Regions from separate parts of the Triticum aestivum genome. Here region 2 is linked to region 1. The links are chromatin contacts, called in public Hi-C maps. All regions are on one chromosome and are shown on one strand. The core of a region is the stretch at or near the end of the contact, and the rest is flanking DNA. Distances in the headings are between cores, read along the strand shown.

What was found. Hi-C and Micro-C count contacts between places; a contact is called where the count stands out from the background.
Region 2: a contact with region 1 is called in a Hi-C map of leaf, with 5 times the contacts expected there. The contact joins the promoter of LOC123189452 here to the promoter of LOC123189450 in region 1. A contact is called at or near these places in 2 of 5 Hi-C or Micro-C datasets (both in leaf).

The regions. Positions count from the first base shown.
Region 1 is chr2A:565,292,903-565,298,528 of IWGSC CS RefSeq v2.1, reverse strand. It overlaps LOC123189450 (probable inactive receptor kinase RLK902), which reads left to right and starts at 1,456. Exons shown (of 2, transcript XM_044601869.1): 1 at 1,456-3,148; 2 at 3,238-4,197. The coding sequence starts at 1,804. The coding sequence ends at 3,902.
Region 2 is chr2A:565,629,254-565,634,512 of IWGSC CS RefSeq v2.1, reverse strand. It overlaps LOC123189452 (protein FLOURY 1), which reads right to left and starts at 1,918. Exons shown (of 1, transcript XM_044601870.1): 1 at 574-1,918. The coding sequence starts at 1,698. The coding sequence ends at 823.

The DNA of each region.
Region 1 (5,626 bases), core at 207-2,706:
TTTGTTGTTAGAGCATGAATCCCCATAGAAATTTAATACACATCTTAAGTTGTTTCGTCATGAACCGGTTTACACACTTCCTACCACAAGAACCAAGTTGTAATGACTATCAATTCTCGAGCATTCTGAAGACCCAGAATGGAGAAATCTTGGTCTGGCAGCAGAAGCAAGAACTCAATGACAACCTCACATGCACGATCTTTCATAGTCTCTTTTGATCACTTCATCCATACCTATTCCATACGTCCTTAGCTTTCTGGCACTGAAATAATAGTTGCTTTGTATCTTCTGGCCCATGAGAAGAAGATAGGCATTGTGGTGACACTTTCATATGTCAATTGACAAATGACAAGTGTAAAACGACAGGGGAGAGTGCCATACAGCGTGCACCAAATAAAGATTTTAACTTTTGCCGAACAAGATAATTTCCAAATGTAGATCAAACAGGATTAACATCAATTTGTCTCGTACCATTAGTATGTCGAAGTTTACTCCCGTATTGGTAGTCCCATTCCACAAAATAAGCCGACCGAGCAGTGAACATTCTATTTTTTGTGTAGCTCCATGCTATAAAATCTGACATATCATGAAGAGAAAGAGAAATATCGAGGACACGCTGAGCATTAATTGGCCATAACATTTGTCTCACCAGGTCTTCATCCTATTAATTAGTGACTGGATCAATAAGATCAGAGAACCTTGACAGAGGTGTCTCCCTCTTGGAGTAATATAATGTTTCTATTCTCGTAATTTGGGATCCATTCATCTTTTCAAATATAAATATTTTGTCCCTTGTCCACTCACGGGATATAACCATGCTTTAACGAATTGACTCCCGCCATAACACTTTGCCAATTAAAAGAGGAGCCCTTTTTTAAGTTTGCATTCACCATGGAGAAAATACTTTGCTCTTAAATTATGTACCCCATCGTTGCAAAATATGTCGACAAACGAAGAACGCGATGTGACTGACTCTGACCACCATTCGCTCTCGGCTATTCCTAGTTGTTTTGGCCGTTTGGCCAATTCAAATCTGCACTTACCAAGGAAATACACGTTCCTAGCTCAGCATTGCCGAGAAGTTACTCGCTCAACGGACGGTAACTGACAGACGATCATCACACACGCTCAAATTTTTCCCACACCTGACGCCATCATGACATTTACAGGCCACCACACAACGCTCATAAACCTCTCGACAGTTACGGTTCCGGCCTTCAGGGACCGGTTTACTTCGTCGCGCACGGCTGCACGACGCCGTCCACGTCCACAGCTCCGCGCATCATCCAGTGAACCAGTCCACGAAGCGAACTGCACCGGGGATATGCCTGCTGACAGCAGGAAAATGGCCAGCGATTCGTGTTCATGTTCGATCACATTGGCCTACAAAGCAGAGGATCTCAAGAGCAGCAGCTAGCAACAACTGACCAAAATTCAAACGAGCAACTGTTTCGCCGATCATTTCACGCACTGTTGAGTTGAGTTGTGCTCCAGATCATCGTCTCGTGCCGTCAGCGTCAACTGGACCAGGAGTAGGATCGGCGACAGCGGGCAGGCGTGCGATCTCGGCCGTCCGACGTTTCATCGGACGGTCGAGAGCACGTCCAGACCGAGAATGTGGTTGCGGATTTGTGGAAGTGAGTCCGCCCGCCCTCCTCAAGTCCTCTTCCCCTTGTCGCCAAACGAGAGCCATTTGTGAAGCTTCTTTCCGATATTCCACTTTCTTGTTTCGTCCCTCCCCACCTCTCCTCTTCCACCCCCCTCACATGGTGTGATCGGCCAAGCGAAGGGACCACCGCAGCCATGCCTCCGCCGGTAGCCGCCGCGCTGGTGATGCTGCTCGCCGTGGCCTTGGGCGCGGCGCGCGCCGCCGACGACCTAGCGTCCGACACCGCGGCGCTGCAGGCCTTCATCGCGCCATTCGGGTCGGCGTCCGTGTCCTGGAACGCGTCCCGGCAGACGTGCTCCTGGACCGGCGTCGTCTGCTCCGGCGGCCGCGTCACGGGGCTCCACCTGCCCGGGGACGGCCTCCGCGGCTCCGTCCCCGTCGGCGCGCTCGGCGGCCTCACCAGGCTCACCGTGCTCTCGCTGCGCTTCAACGCGCTCTCCGGCCCGCTGCCGGCCGACCTGGCCTCCTGCGTCAAGCTGCGGGTCATCAACCTGCAGTCCAACCACTTCTCCGGTGAGCTCCCGGCCGCGATTCTCTCCCTCCCGGCGTTGACGCAGCTAAACCTCGCTGAGAACCGGCTCTCCGGGAGAATACCGCCCGCCATTGCCAAGAGCGGGAAGCTGCAGCTGCTCTTCTTGGAGGGCAACCTCTTCACCAAAGAGCTGCCCAACGTCGACATGCCATCCCTCTTGTCTTTTAACGTCTCCTTCAACGACCTCACCGGCGAGGTTCCCAAAGGCTTCGGCGGCATGCCCGCCACGTCTTTCCTCGGCACGACACTGTGTGGCAAGCCCCTCCCGCCGTGTCGAACACCATCTACCCAACCACCGTCCCAGCCTCCCACGGTTGCCCCCGAAGCCGCGGCCGCGGGAAACGGCCACGGGCGGGGCCGGCGACACCTCGCGGGCGGTGCCATCGCGGGCATTGTGATCGGCTGCGCTTTGGGCTTCCTGCTTATCGCCGCCGTTCTGGTCCTTGCCTGTGGCGCCCTGCGCCGGAAGCCAAGAAGAACCTACCGCAGCCAGGACGCCGTCGCGGCGGAGCTGGCCCTGCACAGCAAGGAGGCGATGAGCCCGAATAGCTACACTCCACGGGTCTCCGACGCGCGGCCGCCACCGCCCGCATTAATGCCGCCTCCGGTCGCCCCCGTCTCCGTGGGGCGGAAGAAGCTTTTCTTCTTCGGGAGGGTGCCGAGGCCGTACGATCTGGAGGACCTGCTCCGCGCGTCCGCCGAGGTTCTTGGCAAGGGCACGTACGGTACCACGTACAAGGCCGCGCTGGAGACGGCGCCGGCGGTGGCAGTGAAGCGTCTCAAGGAGACGTCGCTGCCGGAGCGCGAGTTCCGGGACAAGATCGCGGCTATCGGTGGGTTGGACCATCCTAACGTCGTGCCACTGCAGGCCTACTACTTCAGCAAGGACGAGCGGCTCATGGTGTACGAGTTCGTCGCCACGGGCAGCCTCTCCTCGATGCTTCACGGTACGTGTTCTCGTCAGATTCTCTCTGTTTTCTTGCTCCAAACTCTGCTCCGAATCGGAACAAAATTTCTGAATTTGTGAGAATCTCAGGCAACCGTGGCGCCGGGCGATCGCCGCTGAGCTGGGAGTCGAGGAGGCGGATCGCGCTGGCCTCGGCGCGCGGCCTGGAGTACATCCACGCGACGGGCTCCAAGGTGGCGCACGGCAACATCAAGTCGTCCAACATACTCCTCGGGCGGTCGGTGGACGCGCGCGTGGCGGACCACGGCCTGGCGAGCCTCGTCGGCCCGGCCGGCGCGCCGTCGATGCGCGTGGCGGGGTACCGCGCCCCCGAGGTGGTCGCCGACCCGCGGCGGCTGTCGCAGAAGGCGGACGTGTACAGCTTCGGGGTGCTGCTGCTGGAGATGCTGACGGGGAAGGCGCCGACGAACGCCGCGCTGCACGACGAGGGCGTGGACCTCCCGCGGTGGGCGCGGTCCGTGGTGCGCGAGGAGTGGACGTCCGAGGTGTTCGACACGGAGCTGCTGAGGCAGCCGGGCGCGGAGGAGGAGATGGTGGAGATGCTGCGGCTGGCCATGGACTGCACCGTGCCGGTGCCCGACCAGCGGCCGGCGATGCCGGAGATCGTCGTGCGCATCGACGAGCTCGCCGCCCCGGGGTCGGCGTCGTCCATGGCACGGCCTGGCCGGAGCATCTCGGTCGACGAGGCCGACGACCGGCCGCTCAAGCCGGCCGGGTCGATCCGAGAGAGCTGAGGCTCGGTCGGTGTCACCCAGCATGGCGACCGTTCGGTAATTTACGGAAGATTCTGAAGAGAAGAGAATCTTGTCTTCTTGCGTGTGTCTTTAGGGCATTACTTATTTACCACCGTGTGCTTTCTACTTTCTTTTTTTGAAGTTTCATGAATTTCTTGATTCTTCTTCCTTGTCACGAATTCTTTGGATTAGCTGCGTGTGTTGAGGGATGCTGGCGATAGGAGAGGCACTGCTGGTTCTGAGACAGACAGAGTATGTAATTACATCATCATCATGGAGTTGATTTTGTTGCGATCGTGCGCGGGTCACCTGATTAACAATCATCTACCCGAAGAAAACAGCTGCTTTTGTGCAACTATTATACTCCCCCCTGCATGGAAACGGTAAAGAGAAAGTGTTCTTAATTTGCCATGAAAGTAACACGGATTGGCCACCGTAAATGTCATGTCGAGTGTCACGTCAGTTTGTTGCGCCGTGGTACGACTTTTCCACACCGCAAAAAACAAGAGAGTTTTCTGTGAAAGCAACGAGAACATGGACGTGTGTTGGCGGCACATCGGGCTGTCCCCGGCCAAGATCCCTGCAAATGATGAAGGCGGCGTCAATGCGTGCGTGCCTGTATGCTTAGGCAGGCGTACTTGCCGAGCATAACTCGCCGATGATGGAACAAAAACAAAAGGGAGAAGAGCGAGATGGTTGCAGCTGGACACACAGCAGCGGAGCAGATCGGAGATCATGCACTGCACTGCACCCCATGTCTGTCATTAGTTGGCAAAGCTTTTATAAAGGAGGAAGGAGGTTCGGCCGATGGATCGAGCCGGGGCGACAATCAATGTGGCCTATCCAAGGAAATCGATCCACAAACAATAATGGTCGATGTGAGTGAATGAACAATTGGTCCTGTGTTTCCAACAGCTCGTCCGGTCCGTCCACGGACACGACCGTCCAATCCACCCCCCATGCATTTGCACTGCACCTTTCGGTACAGGCGTACAGCCGATCTTTACTATAACTGCTTTCCATGGACACTTTCACCAGTAATTTTTTATTTGAAAAAGGAGAATTACCCTGCATGAAGCGATACATGCATTCATTTTATTATATTATTTAACATGACCCGGTAAAACAAATATATGTATCAATCCAAAACCATCTGTCTAATAAGTAAACAGTGTCACTACCCCTACAAGCTTGATGATGCGTGTTGACCTTGTACCAACACACACCATCTAATCCAGTGGCCTCACAAAGCCCCCCAACAGCGAGCCGAGAGCATCAACCAGTCTAGCAGAGGGCCTCTGCACGCACCAAATGCGCACGCTACGCTCATCCGTCCAGACACATCTCTCGCCGACACTCAGTTGCATCATGCCACCAAGACCCGCCGTCGTCAACACGGTAGATGCCACGCCTCCGTCGTCGCTCGAGCCCTTGCCCAGAGCCCACCGCCCACAGACACCCTTTCAAGGGAATCCAAGCCTCCCAAGACTGCGCCTCCATGGAGGGTACGACGCGCATGGCGCCACCGTCACCCAATCCAAGGTGGATTTTGGACTTTCGTCGGGGAGGGGAGTCGTGGGTGGATAGGAGGTACTTCGGTTGTGCCTTCAAGAAGGAGAACGACACCGAAAGACACCACCACTGTTGGGCCGAGCCAGTCGAACAAAGTTTCCTCCAGTCCCAATCCTACACCACCAACCTCCGTCTACTCTGGATCCGGCACG
Region 2 (5,259 bases), core at 669-3,168, 340 kb before region 1:
CTCTCTGCATTGCACTTTGCAGGGGTAAGACTAGGTTCCTATAATCCCTTCCCAGACCCCACCTTGTGTGGGAGCTTCTATGCACTGGATCTGTCCTTTTACAATTGACAGCTGACTTTATAGCATCTTAATTATTACTTTTAGTGAATAGCATATCAACCAGTGAAGTAATACAGTGCCCCAGTATGCAAAACTGCCAATAGAAGCACGAATCAGATACAGAAAAACTAGCAAACCAAGATTTGACCGTCCAAGAAAAATTAAACAGCAGTGCTGGCCAGCACAATAAAATAAAAAAAATGGAAATAGCTGAACCCTCCCTGTTTTCAAGCTCAGCCTGATCATGAAGAAATCAAGCGAGAAGGCAAATGTGGCTTGTAAATCAACACAGTCAAAACCCGTAAATGCCTTTTGAGGTATTCCAAAGCTGGGACTTACTCGAAACTGGAAGATTTTTGCATTTAGAAATCCAACATCATGTACCAAAAGACTACACACATCTATTGAGTTCACAATAATAAGACTTGAAAGGGTCCCGCAGATAGCATTGAGCATCTGTGCAGTTGAAGCATCTAGTACGATTATTAATCACATCTTAGGAGCTTGCAAAGGATGGTATATTTACAGGTGGATATTACATATATCTCTGCAGAGCTTTGTCTGCTTGAGTAATCTCACAGCAGCACCAGCTATCAAAATTTGGGCATTGGGAGGCCCTATATGGCTGCTGAATGCCATACAAAATGAAGAACCTGAACTGTCAAGAACTTCCCCAGCTTCAGGCCAACGTTTCTGCTCCATTGAGCTACCAGGAAGCAGGATCTACAACCGCTTGTCTCGGTCGTCCTCGCTTGTCTCTGACACGGCTTGCTCGGATGAAAACTCTGGCTCCCCGGATTGCATGCCGAACTTATTGATCATCCACTGAAGAGACTCGATTACCTGCCGGTCGTACATCTGCTTCTGCTGCACCATCTCCCGGAACTGCTTGGCCTCGCGCTCCACCAGCGCCTTCTCGTTCCGCAGGCACGCGATCTTGGCCATGGCCTCATCAGCTGCAGAGGCCGCCGCGCGCCTCTCCTTCTCCAGCTCCTCTAGCGCCGCCTCCTTCAGCCTCCTCTCCCGCACGAGCCGCCGCCTGAGCCGCTCCACGTTGCCCTCCTCCGCGCCGTTCACCTCGCTCTCGATGTCCTCATCCTCCGTGTTGGCCTCCTGCTCCAGCTCAAAAGCCAGCGACCTCGAAACAGGCTTGTCGGAGCAGCTGCCAGAGCGGGGGCGCTCCACGGTGTGGGCCGAGCTGCCTTTGTTGAGAGCCCGCGCCTTCGTCCCACTCCCACACACGGTGCAGACGACGCCTCTGACGCGCACCGCTTGCACCGTGGCGCCCGCGCTCCCCACGAGCCCCTCCACCGCGTCGCAGCGCTTGCCGAGGCGCCAGACCATGGCGCCCAGGAAGAGCAGGGACATTACGACGAGCACGTGGTGCGCGCCCACGGAGCGGGACAGGGCGGCCCAGTGCGCGGCGGAGGCCCACTCGCGGCCGACCTCGGACTCGGAGGCGTGCAGCATCGCGAAGACCCCGAGCGCGGAGCCGACGATGAAGTAGGCGGCGCCGGCGCCGGGTATGGAGCGGAAAGGGACGCCGGCGAGCGGCTTCAGCAGACCACCGACACTGGAGATGCGGTTCCAGCCGCCCATGACGACGGGACGGGGGCAGTCCTGCTCCGATTCAGGCGAATAGAATTCTGATTGGGGAGATGGAATCGCTCGGGGAAATCTTGGAGATCGATCGGCGTTGGGATTTAGGGGAGATGATGAAGAGTCCGGGGGATGGCCAGGAGCTGGGCAGCCGGGGAAGCGCCGCGGCAGTAGGGTTCTGGTTCAGTCGAGGAAGGGAGATTTCTTCGGATAAGTCGTGGGCGGTATCGCTGCCGTGTGGGTCTCATGATTTCTGTGGGTCCACATTGTCGGTTCGTGGGTTGCGGGACGCGTGGGGGCCGCCGAAAATGAAGGGACATGGGTAGTCGGTACCACTTTGAGGGTTCCTTACTCAAGACGCTGACCTTCCGATGACAGGTGGGCTACCAAATACACGGGTCCCACGCGTCCGTGACGTGTTTTTTTAGGGACTGTGACGTGGTTTAGGTGTACTAGGTCCGGGAGTATTTTTTGAACGAGCGGATCTTCGGATGGGAGTATGTGGCTATTTATAAAAACAGTTGCTAAAGCACATCTAGATGTGTCATAAGTATTGCACATCTAAATTCTATGTTATTGATCTTACATCGAGATTTGTGTGGATATTTTCTTTTTTCTTTTTTCTTTATGCTTGATTCACTCACTTAGATGTGCAATAAGTAGAGCACATCTAGATGTGCCCTAGACACACTCTTATAAGACGGACAAAATGATGGAATTTTGGGATCTTTATATGATTATATCTATATATACTTGCTCCCTCCGTTCCATGATATAAAATGTTTTTTTACATTATATACTAGTGCTAAAAAAAGTCTTACATTATGAAACGAAAAGAGTAGTAGCTTAAACTTGTGAATCTCAAAATCAAAGAATCAATATAGCCTGTTGATGGAGGCCATCGAATGGCCCAAATAGCTGGGACTCATAGCTACCGTGCCCAGTGGCGACGCCAAGGCATTCCATAAAATATCAAATAATTGTAATCGGTTGGTATACTATTCCTAGTTTGTTGTCATGTTGCTATTGCATTGCACAAATGATAACCAATAAATACAAAGGAGGAAATTCTTGGCTCCACCACTGAATGTGCCCACTACGATAAAGCGAATGTATATTATTCCCTCTGTGACACTACGCTCTTATATTATGGAACAAAAGGAATATTGTTTTCTAGGATCATCCACGTATTTGAAAGGTTCATGTGGTATATGGTTTGTTGTAAGCATCAAATCTTCGCAAGTGGTCATTTTCTTTATTTTTTTAGTAAAAAACGGATTCAATAAATACTGAAATGATGGTTGCTTCGTATGTCCAACTTACTACAAAAAAGATGAGGTTTTGTGATTTGACGACTCATTATTCATTATTACTGTAGCGCTACGACCGGAATGACTCTCCCCTGAAGTTCTACACTCTAATTTGATGCATGACACGTGGACCCATATATCGGATGTCCCACATGTCGGTGGAAGGAAGTAGAATTGTTTTCGACGACCGAGAAGAAGCTGTCGGCGTCCTGAGAACCAGGGTACCCAGACTTGCTTGCCTGTGGCCCACGGCGTGGCTCCCTCGACGGCCTGGTACGGCCCATCCGTGAGACTACCAAGACAAGACCCTCGCGAGGGCCCCCTGGCCTCACGAGCCGGATGACGCCAAGACCTCCAGAGGGAGTGGCCTCCCAAGGCTGCCTCCCGAGGAGCGGAGATTCCTATGCAACTGCCCAGCCTCACGAGGCTGCGATGACGTGAGCCGTGACGACCAAGGCCAGGCGGGTGCCAGCGGGTGCAGAGGAGACAATTTCCCTTTCGATGCTAAGGGAGTAAGGATAGATGCGGGTTCCCAAGGAATCCCCCAAAGGTTTGCATTCCGGTGCAATGAGACCAAGACCACGGGCTCGGCAGGACGGATGTCATCGCCGAGCCCACTGCTGCGTCACGACCAGAAGCTTTGCAGGAGAAGACCATCTTTTGTCGGGATGTGTACCTCTTGTCCCCTTTCAAATTGGCCACCGTGAAATCCCTTCCCGCCTAAGTTTTCAGGGAAGAGGACCAAGGCCACTATAAATATAGGTTAGCCACCACTGTAGAACGGGTCGACTCATTCTCACTCCCCTTGGGCCCTCGCGAGGAAGCTCATCCACTGTACTAGTTTATCCCCAAACCTCCTCATGAGGCCAATACACCACAAAGCAGGAGTAGGGTTTTACACCACAAGGTGGCCCGAACCTGGGTAAACTGTCGTGTCTGTTTTCTTCCCCGTTCGAGCGTGTATCAGGTGAGGCTAGGCTGTAGGGCGACGAGCTAGAGGCTTGAGAGGTTGAGATCTTCACACACGCCCTAGAGTTCAGACCTTTCTTGGGGTCTGCGGAGCCCTGAATCTGGCATTTGATGCACCAGGTAGGGGCGTGTCGAAGTCCTTCTTCCACCTTCGCTTCGCCTCCATTCCGTCGCTCCCATGGCCGACACACATCGTGTCCGGGCCGAGCGCCGGGCAACTCGAGTTGCCCAAACGTCACCCGTGGGCAACGACTCTCCTCGCTGCTCTGCCTCCCCCACGGCCAACGCTACCACTGACCCCACTGCTCACGAGCACCAGGATTCGTCGCTGCCACCCTCAGTGCGGCGTGACGGTCGCACCGCCACTCCGTCACCCACTCGGACCACGGTATCATCCTCCCACGCTCGCCACAGGCCCGCAAATGCACAGGCCGCGCTGCTCATGACGCGCGAGCTCATGCATTATCTCCCCACCAACGCCCTCTACGACGACTGGTTTGGCCGCATCGCCGAGCTCGTCAACGCCGCCGGCGAGGCCCCTGCACCGTCCTGCTTGCTCCTTCCCCCGTCGTCCCAGGCGGGCGACATGGCTCACAGTGCGCCTCCTCCTCCTCTGCGCGGCGCCGACCCCGAGCCCAGGCCTGATGCGCCCCGACGCGACCCACGGCGCGAGCGCTGGCGCTCGATGAAGCGAGTTGCCAAGTGGTCCAGCGGCCGCAAGCCGATGCGTGCGCGCTCCCAGCGCCAGCACCAGGACCGCGCGCCTCTGGAGGTTGCGGCACGCTGCCATCAAGACCGAGCTCCACCCATGCGGCCCGCACCAGTGAGTGCAGCGGGCTGCCGCGCCTTCACCCCGGAGCTGCGCCGTGTTGTCTGGCCCAGCAAGTTCAAGCCAGACCTGCCTCCACGTTATGACGGCACCTCGACCCCACGGAATTCCTCCAGCTCTACGCGCTGAGCATCAAAGCGGCAAACGGTGATGACAAGGTCATGGCGAACTGGTTCCCCATGGCCCTCAAGGACGATGCGCGCTCTTGGCTCCTGAACCTCCCGAAGGGGTCGATCTCCTCCTGGGAGGAGCTCCGTGAGCGCTTCATCGCCAACTTTCAGGGCACCCGAGACCGCGCTCCCGTGGTGGGCGATCTGCGGCGTGTGAAGCAGCAGCCGGGCGAAACCTTGCACAAGTACATACAGCGTTTCACGAACGTCCGCCTCAAGATCCCAAAGGCATCGGACGAGGCCATTATCTCAGCATTCTCTGATGGCGTCTGGGATGTCAAGA